Linked DNA regions of Mus musculus: region 1 is linked to region 2. Evidence: chromatin contacts called from public HiChIP or PLAC-seq data. All regions are on one chromosome and are shown on one strand. Each heading gives the region's core, a stretch centred on a gene start, on an enhancer-like site or on the middle of the called end of the contact. The rest is flanking DNA. Distances are from core to core; before and after follow the strand shown. Region 1 has its middle 19 kb from the start of Gm33273. Region 2 has its middle 20 kb from the start of Gm41996.

Region 1 (4,183 bases), core at 90-2,589, 710 kb after region 2:
TTTGAACCCCAGAAGGTGTGGTCTTCAGGAGGTTCATTTAAATAGAAGGAATCAGCAGGGCACAGATTAGACACAGGTTAAGGGAAGTTGTAGCATTTGTCAGCATCAAAGCTGTGCTGGGAAAGATTGTCCTCAGGGTGAGTCTCCTGGAAGGGTGGCCCTATTTAAAGTGTCTTAGTAAGATTATAGGAAGAATAGCAGGAGAAAGAAACACGTTTTGAAATGCCAATGAAACTATAATTAGCTCATTCGTCTCCCCCTTGAGCCATTTGAACTGTAGTCAAAGGCTAAAAGTGTGCTTTAGGTCTTCATTCTCCTTGAGGTCCGCGACCATAGCCAATGCATCTCCTGATTTGTGCTGAGCTCCCATAAGTGCTCAGAGCCCCTTTGGGGATGAAAACGACCAATGGTCTGGCGAAGGAGAAAGTGACAGTGGCTGTGTACTAAGGGAAACATTTTGGGCAGAGGAGAACTTTGATTTTTAAGAGAGGTAGAAATCAGATGATGCAGATGAACTGCAGCTACTAAGACGTAAGATTTCTTCTGGAACCAAGTGTTGGCAGGTGATTGAACATCATTGATCGATTTGTTGATCCAGCAATGCACTTAGCCTTGACTGTGTTCTAGGCATTGTGCTAAACCGTAAGCACACGATGAGAAATAAAGCTCGTGAACTCTCTACCCCTAGGAAGCTTATAAAAGTGTGAGGAAGATGCAGGATAACTGAGTGGGTAAGCAAATGGAAAAGACGTAGAGGAAATCCAGCTTGAGAAAGTTATAGGAGCAAACCTTTCTATGGATGGCCACTGAATCTGGATGAATCAGGGGTCCCAGGCAGAGTTTGCAAGGAGGTCACAAAAGGCTGATGTCTCAGCCAGGCGAGTGGCATGAAAGGCTCTGAGACAGGAAACAAACTGCTCTTTGAGGAACTGAAAGGAGGATTTGTAGCCCAATTTTGAGGCTTGTCTTTGAATAAAAATGAGACTCCCAAGCCGTAAGTGCTGGTACACTGTAATCCCAGCACCAAGGAGTTGGAGGCAGGATGAACATGAGTTCAAGGCCTGTCTGGGCTACATTCTGAGACCTCTCTCAAAAACAAACAAACAAACAAACAAACAAACAAACAAACAATAAAAGCAGGGCATGGGGCATCTGAGTGAAGATCTCCTAGAATAAGGGGATAATTAACAACCTCCGAAGGGCAAAGTGTCCCTGGTGACAGACATTTGGGGCACAATATGCATTTTAGAAGGAGAGACTGAGGAAGTCATAAGGAACTCAGCCAACACTTGAGCTTTTGGTCATGATAGGCACAATGAAGAGGATACAAAGGTTGTGATGACGTCAACGAGGAAACCAGAGAAGGCTTTCAAGAAGAAGCCAGCCAGCTAACATGGAACAGCTGCACCTCGAGCGCGTGAAAAGACCCCGAGATCTGCTTGGTTCTCTGTAGCTTTTCCTGGGTGTGAGAAGGCTCGGGCCATTCCCACTGTCCCGCATCACACAAGCACACCACACACGATCCTGTCCAGAGTTGTCCTGTGCCCCCCACAATACACACCTCATCCAGGAAGCCTAGGGCATTGCTCGTGAATGCTTCACTACCTCCCCTTCCTTTTCTCTCTCTACCTTTCTTTCTGTCGCCCTAAACAAATAATCTCTTCAACCCAGCTGCACTGCCAGTGGCATCTCCTCCTCAGTCTCCCCAGGTGCGTACTGGGAAGAGCTGTTGCAACGGAGGAAACCCAAACTGCCAAGAGCAGGAAACCTGTGTGAACGAGGAGGCCAGACCAGGAAATGGGTGTAGCACACTTCACCGCCAAACCAAAGATACGGTTCCACAACCTGCTGCCAGTTTCCGGCTGTGGGGCCTGGCAGCCTCTGGGCCAGGTACTCCCATCGTCCTCAGCGTGTGTATGCACTCTGACCAAATATGGAATCAAAGGCAAGACACGCATGTGAAATATAAGAGTTAAGTGCAGAGTTCAGTTTTCAAATCTAGCACAGATCTTATCACATTGTTATTAAAGATGCACTCAGTGCTATCGAATTATTTAATGTAGACCCAGTAAAATGTTCATGTATATTTTTATTGTAGAAGATGGTCATTTGTCCATAACTGAGTGCCACAAAAATAAACTAAGCACCAGTTATATGCCAAATAATCAGCTTGGAAACAGATGAATCAAGATGGTGATGCTTTGAGATAGGTCTTTTCAGCAAGAGGTGAAGGGACAGCTGACACACTGGCCACTCATTAGCAGCTCTGTGAGCTTGGGCGGCAACTTTGCCTTCTTTAGGCTTCAAGCTAAGTTAACCTCTAAAATGTATCTGTATCTGCTCTTCTGAATCTGCAGATTCGATGCACCAAGATTGAAAATCTTTTAAAATTGCATCTGTATCAATTTTTTGACTTTTGTTCTTATGGTCCCTCGAAGAATACAGCATCACAGGGCTCACACAGCATCTCCATTGTATTAAGAGTCTTGAAAGGGTTGAGGAGATGCCTCTGTCAGTCAAGTGGCTGCCACCCAAGCGTGAGGACCTGAACTCAGATCCCTAGCACCATGTAAGAAGCTGGGAGTGGCAGTGTGCACCATAACCCCAGGGCCAGGAGGAGGAGATGGAAGGGTTCCTTAGCCCAGTGGCCAGCCATTTAGATGGGTCAATGGTGGGCACTATCTCAAAGAATAAGATGGACAAAGGTAAGAAGGAAGACCTCTGCTGTTGATTTCTGGAGTCTATATTCATGTGTGTGTACACATACATTATAAAAACACAAAAGTAAAATTTATAAAAAGGATATTTAGAGATGATTAAAGGGGAATTATGATTATGTGGGAAGATATTGACAGTTATGTACAAATGCATCATCATTTTATATAGAGTTTATGAGTGTACGTGCATCGTGTAAACACAAGGAAAAACCTCAATGGATACCAAGGGATGGTAGAGTGACTTGGATTAATGACTAATGAGTGTCTTATATTAAATATCAAGCTTAACACTGGACATCTTGAACTACTCATTAAATGGGAGTTTCCCATCACCTCAGAGAATACTGGGCCCTTTGGTCCTTCTTGTTCACCATACACTAAGCTAACACTTGATGCTTCTCCATAGATCAGAGAGGTGGGATGCAGGTAGGGATAGCTGTCTGGAACTAGGTCTCCCCAGGACAGGAGCTCCCAGCTATCAAGGCCCCTCCAGGAGCATCAGTGCATGATCTACTTCAAGAGCCTGTATCGAAATTGGACTTATGATCCAAACAACAAGAGGGAAAGCATGCTAAGTACTCGGTGCTAGTGAAGTCATGGCTAGTGTAAGAGAATATTATCACTAATTCACTAAACCAGCACAATCCTTCAAATAGTCTATGAGCACTATGCTTTGTACCCACAGATAAGAAGTTTCCCTCACCATGGAAACTTCTCTTTGCAACAGAGAACACTACTACAGACAACAAGAACTAACCACAGTGCAAAGTTGGGGAGCGCACGCCCAATAGATGCATCTACAAGACACACCCATCTACAAGACACACCCAATAGATACATCTACAAGACACACCCATCTACAAGACACACCCAATAGATACATCTACAAGACACACCCAATAGATACATCTACAAGACACACTCATCTACAAGACACACCCAATAGATACATCTACAAGACACACCCATCTACAAGACACACCCAATAGATACATCTACAAGACACACCTGCATCTAAGGCTCAAGGAGCTCTGCCGAAGAGGGCATGAAAAGAATGTAAGACCCAGAGGGTCGGGGAGCTTGCTTTGAGAAAGTGTCTCCCAGCAATGTTCCAACATGAGCTGAGCAAGGACAGCACCAGTGAACATACCAAAGTGGACAGGGCAGAGCTCACTGGGCTTCAACCCTACATGGAGAACTACAGGAAACCAAGGAGAGCTGGGAGCAGGAGACGGGATCTGCCCCAGGGAAGAGCACACCAATCAGCTTTTCAGTGACAGATGGTCAGGCCTGAAAACATACACAAACGTAACATTATAAAGACCTATAGGGATATCTATGTATGTATATATGTATGTATGTATATGGAATATATGTATATACATACACATGTATGCATGCAGTACCAGTGAATGAAGAGGCGAGACTTTGAAGGAGAGTGAATAAGGGTAAATGGGTAGGCCTGG
Region 2 (3,841 bases), core at 40-2,539:
CATTCCTCATATCTCAATAAGCCCCATGCTTTACTGCTGGCGGTATACATTCCTAACAAAAGGTTGGGGGTGTTTATAGTTTGTTGGAGCTATGTGTCAACAGATTCCTTCCAAACTTCTAAGAAGAGCATTACCTCAAATTATTTTTACCACAAAAAGACCATCTTTAAAAAATGGTCTTCTGGTTGCTGCTGTTTCTGTTTCAAACGGTCAAGTGTAGAAGAGTTTGGTGAGTTTGCAGCTCCTGCTTGCCTGGACTCTTCTCATTCTGGGCCATGCCAACCACGGTCTGGTCCCACCGTGGGACTCAGGACAAATGGACTTACCTGGCACTCTCCTTTTTCAGTCAAGAAGGTTTTGAAATTTATAGCTTAGATGCTCTCAGCCTAGATAGCAACATACCTGCATCTCCCATATTATTTGTATGTCATTTTTAATGTTGTTAGTTTTTCAGGCTTAGATTCCTGGGTCAAATATTTAATAAGTGATCTGGGCTCAAAGGCTGGTTTAATAAGACATTTAAATTGGCCACTGAAAAAGGTGGTTCTGGATCCTTGTGAAAATTGCTAAGCTACAAGCTCAAAAGCCTCTTTATGTCTTCTGAGGTGACTTCCCCAAAGAATGTAAACACAGAAGACTGACTTTGAGGTCAGGAGGTTTCAATGATAAAGGGACTTTTGCTGTCTGATCCCTAAGCTGCATTGCTTGGTGCGGCTTCTCTGCTGAGACATCCTGAGAGTATCAGATGACTCACTCAGGCCTGACTGATTTAACCACACACAGCTCACACAGATCGGCTCCTGCTGTATACTCAGTCGGATGCTTGGATGCCTGCCTGCTCCTGAATTACTTTTTTTCTCTCTCTCCATGCTTGCCCAGGGTATGACATTTTTTCCCCCAGAGACAGGACAACCGGTACTTGGCATAAAAGAAGAATTCCACTTTCCGATGACACAGGGACATGGATATCTCTGGGTGTCAACAAGCAAGTCTTTCTATTTCTCCCTCTCCCATTTCAACAGATCTCATAGTTTCTAAGCATGGGCACGGCACGTAAAGGGTCTGTGCCAATCCATGTTGCCCTTGGTGAGGTAAAGCCTACTTCTACTGGCTTGTTCTGGAGTATAGTGGGTTATGCCCTGGAAAAGGCTGTCACTTCTCTGAGCTGAGATCAAACCCAGGGCCTCACAGGCTCTAAGCCAGCGCTCCACCTCTGAGCTCTGCTCACAGTTCAGTTACCTAGTTTAACTCGATTGTCTCCTACTTCCTGTAATCTGCTCTCTGCTGCAGAAGAGGTGGAAAGAAGAAAAGTGAAACAGAAAGTAAGAGGTGGTGGTGTGGAAAGGGATGCGGGAGGCAGTACTGAAGGCCAGGTACAGTACAGGAGGGTGAAAGGGTCCCGAGCTCCGGCCTTCATGCCCACCCCAAACCCCTCCCAACCATTTTAAGCACAGTGCACAGGCCTGCGCTTATCGATATACAGCCTGAAGCTGTTGTTCTCCATCGGAACTGTTTAAATGTCATCTAGAAGGTTCTGAAGCTGCCTAGTGTAGTACCACGCCCTAACTTTAGTCAGGATGGCTTAATGGGTGAAATGCAGATGGGGCAGCATCTTTACAAACACTTCACCAGGGTCAAGTCCTAGGGGAGCTTCAGGGGTCCTTAAAAGTGGGGACCCCCACTTTGCATCTTCTCCTTGGGAGGCTGGGAAAGTCCTAAAGGCTGTTCAGCAAAGACGAAATCCCCACTTCTGTTTTGTGAAAAGGAAAGAGGAGCTGGGGGTGGTCGCCCTGGGAAGCCCCTAGCTCACAGAATTCTCCTAACCTCTCCACAGTTGCTGCCACTGGGGGCCTCCCAATGGGTGGGAACACTGCTTCTCCTGGCTCCTCAAAGCCTTTCAGGACCTTTGGAGATTTTACAATGGACCTTTTCTCAAGCGAGATTTCAGAGAAGCTGTCCCGTGATTTTCTGATTTGGCATGGATTGAGACCTGTCTGTCCAGCAGTGCGAGGCTTCTGTGGGGTTTGTAGTGCATTTCTTCAGCATAATCATAGTATGGTTTACAAGTGTCATGGGTGCAGACAGAATGCAATCCGCTTTAACACTGCGTTTGCACTGTCAAGGTCTTGGGGCAGTTAGAACCTTTCTAGCAGAGTGCTCTCCTGAAAGCAGGGACATTCAAAAACGCATAGTTGAGTGCACTCTACAGACTGCAAATCACTCTTGAGAGACACAATGTTAATATGGTATAGTTTAGATAAGTTTTTCGATCTAGAACTGATCCCCGTTGAGAAGTGACTCACCTGGGGCTGGGATATAGCTCAGTGATAGACCTGACCTGTAACTGTGTGTGGGCCCTGGGTCCCATTGCTAGAACTCAAAATGAGTGAATAAGTGAATGAATGAATGAATGAATGAATGAATGGAGGAGTGGGGGAAGAAGAATAGATCAACTTTATTTTTTCATTTTAGAAATGTATAGAGAAAATGATGCACGTCTTTAATCCCAGCATTCAGGCGGCAGATGGATCTTTGAGTTCAAGGCCAGTCTGATTCACAGAGTGAATTCTAGGACAGCCAAGGCTACACAGGGAAACCCTACCTTGAACAAAATAAAAACTAAATAAATAAAAAAACAAAAAAACAAAAAACAAAAGTCCCACTGGGTGGTGGCGGCCCATGCCTTTAGTCACAGCACTCAGGGTCTCTGTGAGTTTAGGGCCAGTGTCTACAGATCTTGTTAGGAGTAGCGCTTCACACAGTCACAAAAGCCTACATTGTCTCAGACCCTCGGTGTGTTTAGTGTGTTCTGTTCAAAACAAAACAAAAATCAAACCAATATAGCACCAGCTGTGTGTGTGCTGCTGCATACCATTCTGGAACTGAGACGGGAGGAACAGCACCTGCTTTTAGTTTAACAGTTTTGTGTGTCACTACATTGTGTGTGTGTGTGTGTGTGTGTGCGCGCGCGCGGCACGCGCACACGCGCACATGTGTGACCATAGGCAGTGGCAATCAAGTGAGCATAAACTGTCATTGTAGAATTCAAGGTCTAAGTCCTGTCATTCTTGGATATGAGGTATAAAGGTCAAGCCTATCAGAGTGAAGAGGGCCTTCAGAGGGGAGCTACTCTGCTGGGGTGATCCTGAACACTGGGGTGCTAAAGCTTTAGCATCAGCTACCACAATTAGTTCTTTTCAGGTGGCTGTTAACCATGGAGCATCCCCAAGCCCGCTGGTTACTGGCCACAGGGATCTGTTTCCGGAGATTCTGATGTCATTAGACTGAAGTGCGTCTGAGGCAGTGGATAGCTACACTTGAGAAGCTCATCCTGCCTGGAGCTTTCCCAGGAGAAGGGATTGCGCTCACTGTCTAGAGACCATGATGTCACTTCCTGTGGGAGGCTAGGCAGTGCCCTGCTCTGGGGCAGGGGGGCGGGATCAGGCCTTACATAGTGTCTGTAACCACCCATTACATTAAGTTGGTGGATGGATAGTCAGAGTTCAACTGTGAAAAGGTGGCCTGTCCTTAGAGTTCTCATCACAGATGAGATGACATGGACTCAAGGTGACTCTGGAACCTAAGGAGAAAATTGATATCTTCACGGAAGACTTCTTAGGTCAAAGTAGTTTTGCATCACCTAAGCGTTGAGAATTATATGCCTGCCTACAAGCCAGCCCCTGCAGCTGTTTGTGGCTGGACTCATGCAGCAGACGGGGTGACCAGCTTAGAATGTGAATAAGATTGCAGCTGATTTGCCATGGATTGTAAGGATAAGGAACACGTTTGCCCTCAACTGAAAACAGGTCTTTGTTCATGCTCATGTCAAGATGCACTTCTT

The links. HiChIP or PLAC-seq counts read pairs in DNA pulled down with a chosen protein or histone mark.
Region 1: a BATF HiChIP or PLAC-seq map of CD8 T cells shows a contact between it and region 2, with 5 read pairs. The contact joins two enhancer-like sites. A contact is called at or near these places in 2 of 115 datasets of contacts at active chromatin or transcription factors (CD8 T cells and bone marrow-derived macrophages).

Annotation. Positions count from the first base shown.
Region 1 is chr3:9,864,117-9,868,299 of GRCm38.p6, forward strand. No RefSeq gene overlaps it. Among named protein-coding and RNA genes, the nearest start is that of Gm33273, 19 kb to the right of the region's middle. Within about 2 kb of position 1,340, at least 79 of the 459 cell types and tissues checked have an H3K27ac peak or open chromatin away from gene starts, as enhancers often do. A contact at or near this core is called in CD8 T cells and bone marrow-derived macrophages, where this site is marked.
Region 2 is chr3:9,153,097-9,156,937 of GRCm38.p6, forward strand. No RefSeq gene overlaps it. Among named protein-coding and RNA genes, the nearest start is that of Gm41996, 20 kb to the right of the region's middle. Within about 2 kb of position 1,290, at least 158 of the 459 cell types and tissues checked have an H3K27ac peak or open chromatin away from gene starts, as enhancers often do. A contact at or near this core is called in CD8 T cells and bone marrow-derived macrophages, where this site is marked.